Regions from separate parts of the Mus musculus genome. Here region 1 is linked to region 2. A link is a contact called in public Hi-C data. All regions are on one chromosome and are shown on one strand. Each heading gives the region's core, a stretch centred on a gene start, on an enhancer-like site or on the middle of the called end of the contact. The rest is flanking DNA. Distances are from core to core; before and after follow the strand shown. Region 1 has its middle 7.8 kb from the start of Gm35307. Region 2 has its middle 51 kb from the start of Gm46480.

Region 1 (3,035 bases), core at 37-2,536, 270 kb after region 2:
TAGTTTGTTTTTAAAGAGAGAAAGAAAGGGTGTGGAGTTGGGTGGGTTGGGAAGGTGGAGTCAGAGCTGGAAGGGAAAAAACATGATCAGCATATACTATATGAAAAAAATTTTCTCAGTTGAAAGTTTAAAAAGGCAACAATAGAAAGGTGACACTTTTGTTGCCCGAATGGGATTCGCCGATGTTCTTTCTGACCTAGCAATCAGACTCCATTATGTTTGGCTCCTACATCCGTGAGATTCTTCAAATGCTCCTGGCACCATAATTTTCTCTGCTCATCCCCTCATTTGTGAACTAAGTAATGGTTGCCACACGCGTGTGCTCACAAGCCCCCGTGCTCTGACTGTAACTGGGATAACTATCTTTTGAATTGTCTCCCTGCCAGGTGAGCTGGTCCTTCCTATATCAGTGATGTTGGTGGGGAAGCCTGGGAAGAGGGAGCAAAGACTTCCCTAGACTGCAGTAGGAAGTGGCTGTTCAGGTTTGCATAGTGTGCCCCAGTGATGTACGTGTTGGGTGCTTGGTGCCCAGGGTTGTGGTACAGGGGGTTGTAGTGGTCGCTGTAAAAGATGGAGATTACATAGCAGTCCTCGAGTCATGGGAATAGGAACACTAAACTCAAAAGGGAGTTGAGTGAGCTTTTGGTGTTCTCTGGTGACAGCTTGCTTCCTGGGTAAAGATGGAACTGCCTGTCTCCTCTGAACTTTGAGTCCCCAGAGCAGTGAGCTGAACTATGTTTCTTTCCTTCATCAGTCTGCCTCAAATATGTCATTGGAGGTGATGGCCAGCGGAGTAAGATAGTAGATCTCAACAGAATCTAACTACAGAGTGGCTCTTATCACTATTACTTTTAAAGTTAATTTGTAAACCATTACCTAAGAATGTGAAGACTGAATGTCAATGAGGAATTATCCCATGGTTTGATACATGTGTGCATCACAGAAAACATGAATTTAATTTTAAAAGAAGACTAAGCTACAGCACAGCAAATGTAGCCTCTAGAGCTGTCCAGGCATTCTGCTACAACACAAGAGCAAAGGAAACCTATACGTTATTGCTTAGAGGGCTTTCAGGCTTGGAACCAGCCATGCATTGAGCAACCCAGGACACTGAGAGCTTCCCTCAGCAGTCCTAAAAAGTCTGGAGAAGCTCAAACAGGTCTGTTGTTTCAAGGAAGTATATAAAAATAAATAAACTGCAGGCTGAGTTCCCATAAATTCCACATTCTCATCCCCGCCTGCAATAAGCTTCCTTTTTACAGAGACACTTTCATTTCGTGAAAAGGGCTTACTATGATGGTTTTGGTATTTAAATGAATAATTAAGGAAGCCAACGTACAGTCTCTGTGCCTGGTTTTCTTTTCCCCATTGTTTTCTCTCTCTCTCTCTCTCTCTCTCTCCTCCTCCTCCTCCTTCTTCTTCTTCTTCTTCTGCCTTCTTCCTCTCTCTCTCTCTCTCTCTCTCTCTCTCTCTCTCTGTATACTTGGTATTAACATACACCTTTCTTTAGTCCCAGCACTCTGGAGGCAGAGGCAGGAGGATCTCTGAGTTCAAGACCAGTCTTGTTTACCTACAGAGTTCCAGGGTTACACAGAGAAACCCTCTCTTGAAAAACTACTACTACTACTACTACTACTACTACTACTACTACTACCACCAGTGTTTTGAGGGGTCTGGATTTTCAAGATGTTCCATTGTCTGGGCAGGAAGTCAATATTTTCCTATCAAGATATTCATTACTTTCTGTGTTTTTTTTTTAAATTCTAAGTCAATATCTTTTAAAGACAAGAATATCTTTAATGAAGACTAAGCTATGGCACAGATAAGAATGTCCAGGAGTCTTCATTAGTGGAGGGTTGGTGACTTGAGAAAATGTGTGTATGTGCACTTCCCACTTTGGACCTTCATGTGAGTCTTCCTCACTTTCTTGTTGAGAGCAGCCAGGCTCAGGGATGGCATACCCTTGGCTCCACATTCTACAGCCAGCATAGGGTACTACTGAGCCTTCGCCTGAGTTCACTGTCTCTGCCACGTCTCATAGTTAAGTGCCATTTAGTCAAATAGTTAAAGCCTGGGGAAGCTGAGTTTGCATCAGCAAATATTGGGCAAATGATGCCTGACTCTGTCCTTAACAGCCTGGAATGCCCACGTGCCGTAGTCTGGACATCCGAATCATTCCATCAACTGATCTGTTTGGTCAAGTATGTTTCTGACGGGGTGATAATGATGAATATCATAATATGTTTCCAATGATGGCAGCAACTCTGCTTAACAATGAGAGCAACTGGCAACACTAATGCTCTAAGTGTTGAAATATTGAGGATAAGAGAACTTCCAACGCAGCTTGTTAACCAATGCCCCAGGGGATGAATCAGCAGGATCGTGCTTCCCGTAGCTCTTTCTGGATACTTTCTGTATGTCTCCACAATCAAGCAGCGTGTGATGAGCTGTTTGGCTGAGAAACCAGAGTTAAGAGAATAAACAGGGTTGATGGAATAAACAGTCAGCCCGAGTGTGGGGAAGGGCAGCGAGAAGGCCTCAGCTGACTTGCCTCATTCTTGGCCTCCTGGGAACAGTCCCGTCTCCCCCTGCCCCCAAACCCCAAGGCCCCCATGTGAACTTGTGTGAACTATGGCTTATAGCTGACTTGTTTGGTTTCTCATTGGCTGGTGCAAGATCCTGGGCAGGCACTGACTGGATTAAGAAAGAGCTTCACAACAAGACCATATGTATGCACATGTACACACAGAGGGAGACACGTGTGTACATCTACAGGCAACTACAAGTTTGTGTGCACACTCACGTAAGAAGAGAGAGATGACTTCCTAATGGAGAGAAGTGAGATCTTTGTCTCTGATCATTATGGTTTACATCTCAAATTAAGTAACATATCTTTCCAAATGTTACTGAGTGCTCCCCATGAGAGGATTTAAAGGTGTACAATATCCATAAACTGAACAGCGATGCTATTAAATGGGTGAGTTAGGCTGAGGATGGGTAATTAGAGAAAGAACTCATGGGAGAGCTCTGCATGA
Region 2 (2,971 bases), core at 311-2,810:
GAACAGCCAATCAATGACAGACCCAACCTGCAGAGACCCACCTCATGTGAGAGAGCCAACCCCTGGCACTATTAACTCTGCTATGCTTGCAAGATAGGAACTGAGCACAACTGTCTCCTGAGAGTCTCCATCCAGCAGCAGATGGAGGCAGAGATGCAGAGACTCACAGCCTAACATCAGGTGGAGCCTGGGAAGTCCCCTGGAATCGTGGGGGATGGAAATGAGCAAGGAGGAGGACCAAGGACACCACAAGAAGAGCCACAGAGTCAACTAACCTGAGACCATAGGGGTGCACAGAGCTTGGGCCACCAACCAGGCAGCATGCAGGAACTGGATCTAGACCCCAGACCCATCTATAGCAAATGTATAGCTTGGTTTTCCTGTGGCTCCCTTAACAAGTGAAGCAGGGGCTGTCTTAGTCTCTGTTCCCTGCCAATGGATCCTCTTCCCCTACCTGAACTGGCTGGTTGGGCCTTAGTAGGAGAGGATATGCCTAGTCCTGCTGGGACTAGATACCCCAGGGTAGGGTGATACCCAAGACAGGGTGGGGGTGGGGGGTGGGGGGGTGGGGGGTGTCTCCCCTTCTCTGCAGAGAAAGGGAAGGGGCAATGGGGGGAATGAGAAGGGGAAGTGGGACTGTAAAATAAATAAATAAAAAAAAAGAATGAAATGCACACATACACAGTGGATTGACAGACTTATGATAAATGCACACAGCTGTAAACCCTGATCAGGGTTGGCTCAGAATGTTGCCACCATTTCAGGATGCTCTCTTTGCACTCCTTCCTGTCATCTCCACCCTGCCTCAGAGGCAACTGTCCTGACTTCTTGCCTAACATGGTGTATTTACATATATAACCATGCAACTGCTTTGGGGAGTGAAAAAAAAAAAGACCTTTTATTTCATTGTTAACACTGAATCTGAATTCCTGGCTGGTTAAAACGTGGCCTCCAGGTCCTTGGGGCTCAGAATTATAGATTTCCATCCAGGGCAGATCAGGGCTCAGTGTCCAGTTGACAACAGAAGCCTTAAATGCTTTCTTAGGCAGCTCATCCTTATGACAAGACAGGAGTGAAAATGGGAAGAGGGTTTGGGAAGAGAAACTGGCTGAAGGATTTTAGTCACTGAATGCACACAGACCTGCCAGGCGGCTTGTCCAGTGGGGGCGGGGCAGAGGATTTTTTTCCCCCCCAAGCCCAGGCTGGGAAGGAAGGTCCACTCTTGCGCTTCCTTCTCCATAGGTTCCTCTTTCTCTAACTCATTCTGGTTTCCATCCTCTTCCTCGCCTGCTGGGGGTGAGGCTGTGATGGGAACACTGGGCTCTGGAGGTGTTCCTTCCCACAGTGTTCTCTCTCTCTCTCTCTCTCTCTCTCTCTCTCTCTCTCTCTCTCTCTCTCTCTCTCTCTCTCTCTCTCTCTCTCTCTCTCTCTCTCTCTCTCTCTCTCTCTCTCTCTCTCTCTCTCTCTCTCGGCAGGGCTGGGGAGGGAGGGAGAGCAGCCAGCCCGCCTTGGTCGTGAGTCAGCAGCTCTCCCCTCCTACCCAGGGAGAGGCTGTGCCAAGTCGCCCGCCCTCCCAGACTGGAGCACAGAAGTCCCTAGGGACCGTGTCTGGTGGGACATGGAGAAAGTGAGAGCCTGCCGCGGGCATGCCACGTGTTCCTGAGCGTGTGCACTCCGCTGAGCAGTTCTTACATAGCCTTCCTGGGCCTTTAGAAAGCATTTGAAAGTGGTTATGTATGGGAAGGCATGGCACAAATGCAAACAAGTTAAATTGCGTCTAGAATGTATAATGCAGTTTTCAAAACGTTATAAAACCTCTCGAAGAGGGGTTTCCTCTTTTAAGTTTTTGTTTAATTCTTGTGAACAGCCTTAAATACAGTTCAGCTTTGCAGTGTGCAGGCGTAGGGAGCATAACTAATTCTGTCCCCAGGAGATTACTTTGTCTTTGGAAGCGCCATCGTTTGTACTATTTTTAGCCAAGGAACCATATGCATTTTCGAGTAAAAAGCTGTCCTATTACTGTTTGGTAGTTTGTTTTTTATAAAACCACATACTGTTAGATAATGAAGAGAAACATTTCTAAGCTCAGGTTGCATATATTGTGAATCACGTGCCTTTCCCTTCATTTTGAATAAATACATAATAAAAATCCCTGTGATTTATTTATTTTCACATAGCTTACTTGCCTCCCAAGATTCACAAGATCTATTTCAGTAGTTGCTAAAAAGTAAATTCCCGAAATCCCATATTGTGTAGAACTATCTCAGGAACTCTGTCTGAGTTTAACAAAAGCGCTGTCATAGCAACATCTGGTTATATGTAATAGAGAGTATGTTGCATGTGCATATCTAAAGAAATGTAATATGGCATTTCCACCTCCAGTTCTGGATACAGTGATACAAGTTTTAACTACTCAAAACCTTTAGTGAGGACAGTTTACTGATTAAAAATGTTCAGTAGCAGGTGTTGCATCTCACATGTTCCTCTTGTCTAAAAGATGGCTTCATTGGGGCTGGCTTACAGGTTCAGAGGTTCAGTCCATTATCACCAAGGTGGGAACATGGCAGCGACCAGACAGGCATGGTGCAGGAAGAACTGAGAGTTCTACATCTTCATCTGAAAGCCGCTGGAAGACTGGCTTCCTGGCAGCTATGACAAGGGTCTTAAAGCCCACACCCACAGTGACACACCTACTCCAACAAGGCCACACCTTCAGACAGTGCCACTCCCTGGGCCAAAAATATGCAAACTATCACAGTGTATTTGTGTGTGTGTAGATTCAGTGCTTGGCTTGCCCTGGATGTAAGTGAAACCGCCTGCCCTGAAACCTTCAGATAGGTTATCGTATTGCTGAAGAAGCTCGTTATGATCACTTCAGTGGGGTGACTTGTGACTTACTAGTCCCCTTGTGAGAAAGGTGATCATTTCCTGAAGACTAAATAGTAGGGTTTTTTTTTTTTTTTTTGGCCCC

What was found. A called contact is a pair of places that touch in the nucleus more often than the background predicts.
Region 1: a Hi-C map of bone marrow-derived macrophages shows a contact between it and region 2, with 23 read pairs. The contact joins two enhancer-like sites. A contact is called at or near these places in 2 of 484 Hi-C or Micro-C datasets (the N1E-115 cell line and bone marrow-derived macrophages), 7 of 115 datasets of contacts at active chromatin or transcription factors (embryonic basal ganglia, embryonic midbrain, embryonic stem cells and 2 more) and 1 of 9 other capture datasets (adipose tissue).

The regions. Positions count from the first base shown.
Region 1 is chr14:62,025,510-62,028,544 of GRCm38.p6, forward strand. No RefSeq gene overlaps it. Among named protein-coding and RNA genes, the nearest start is that of Gm35307, 7.8 kb to the right of the region's middle. Within about 2 kb of position 1,287, at least 13 of the 459 cell types and tissues checked have an H3K27ac peak or open chromatin away from gene starts, as enhancers often do. A contact at or near this core is called in bone marrow-derived macrophages, where this site is marked.
Region 2 is chr14:61,756,066-61,759,036 of GRCm38.p6, forward strand. No RefSeq gene overlaps it. Among named protein-coding and RNA genes, the nearest start is that of Gm46480, 51 kb to the left of the region's middle. Within about 2 kb of position 1,561, at least 129 of the 459 cell types and tissues checked have an H3K27ac peak or open chromatin away from gene starts, as enhancers often do. A contact at or near this core is called in bone marrow-derived macrophages, where this site is marked.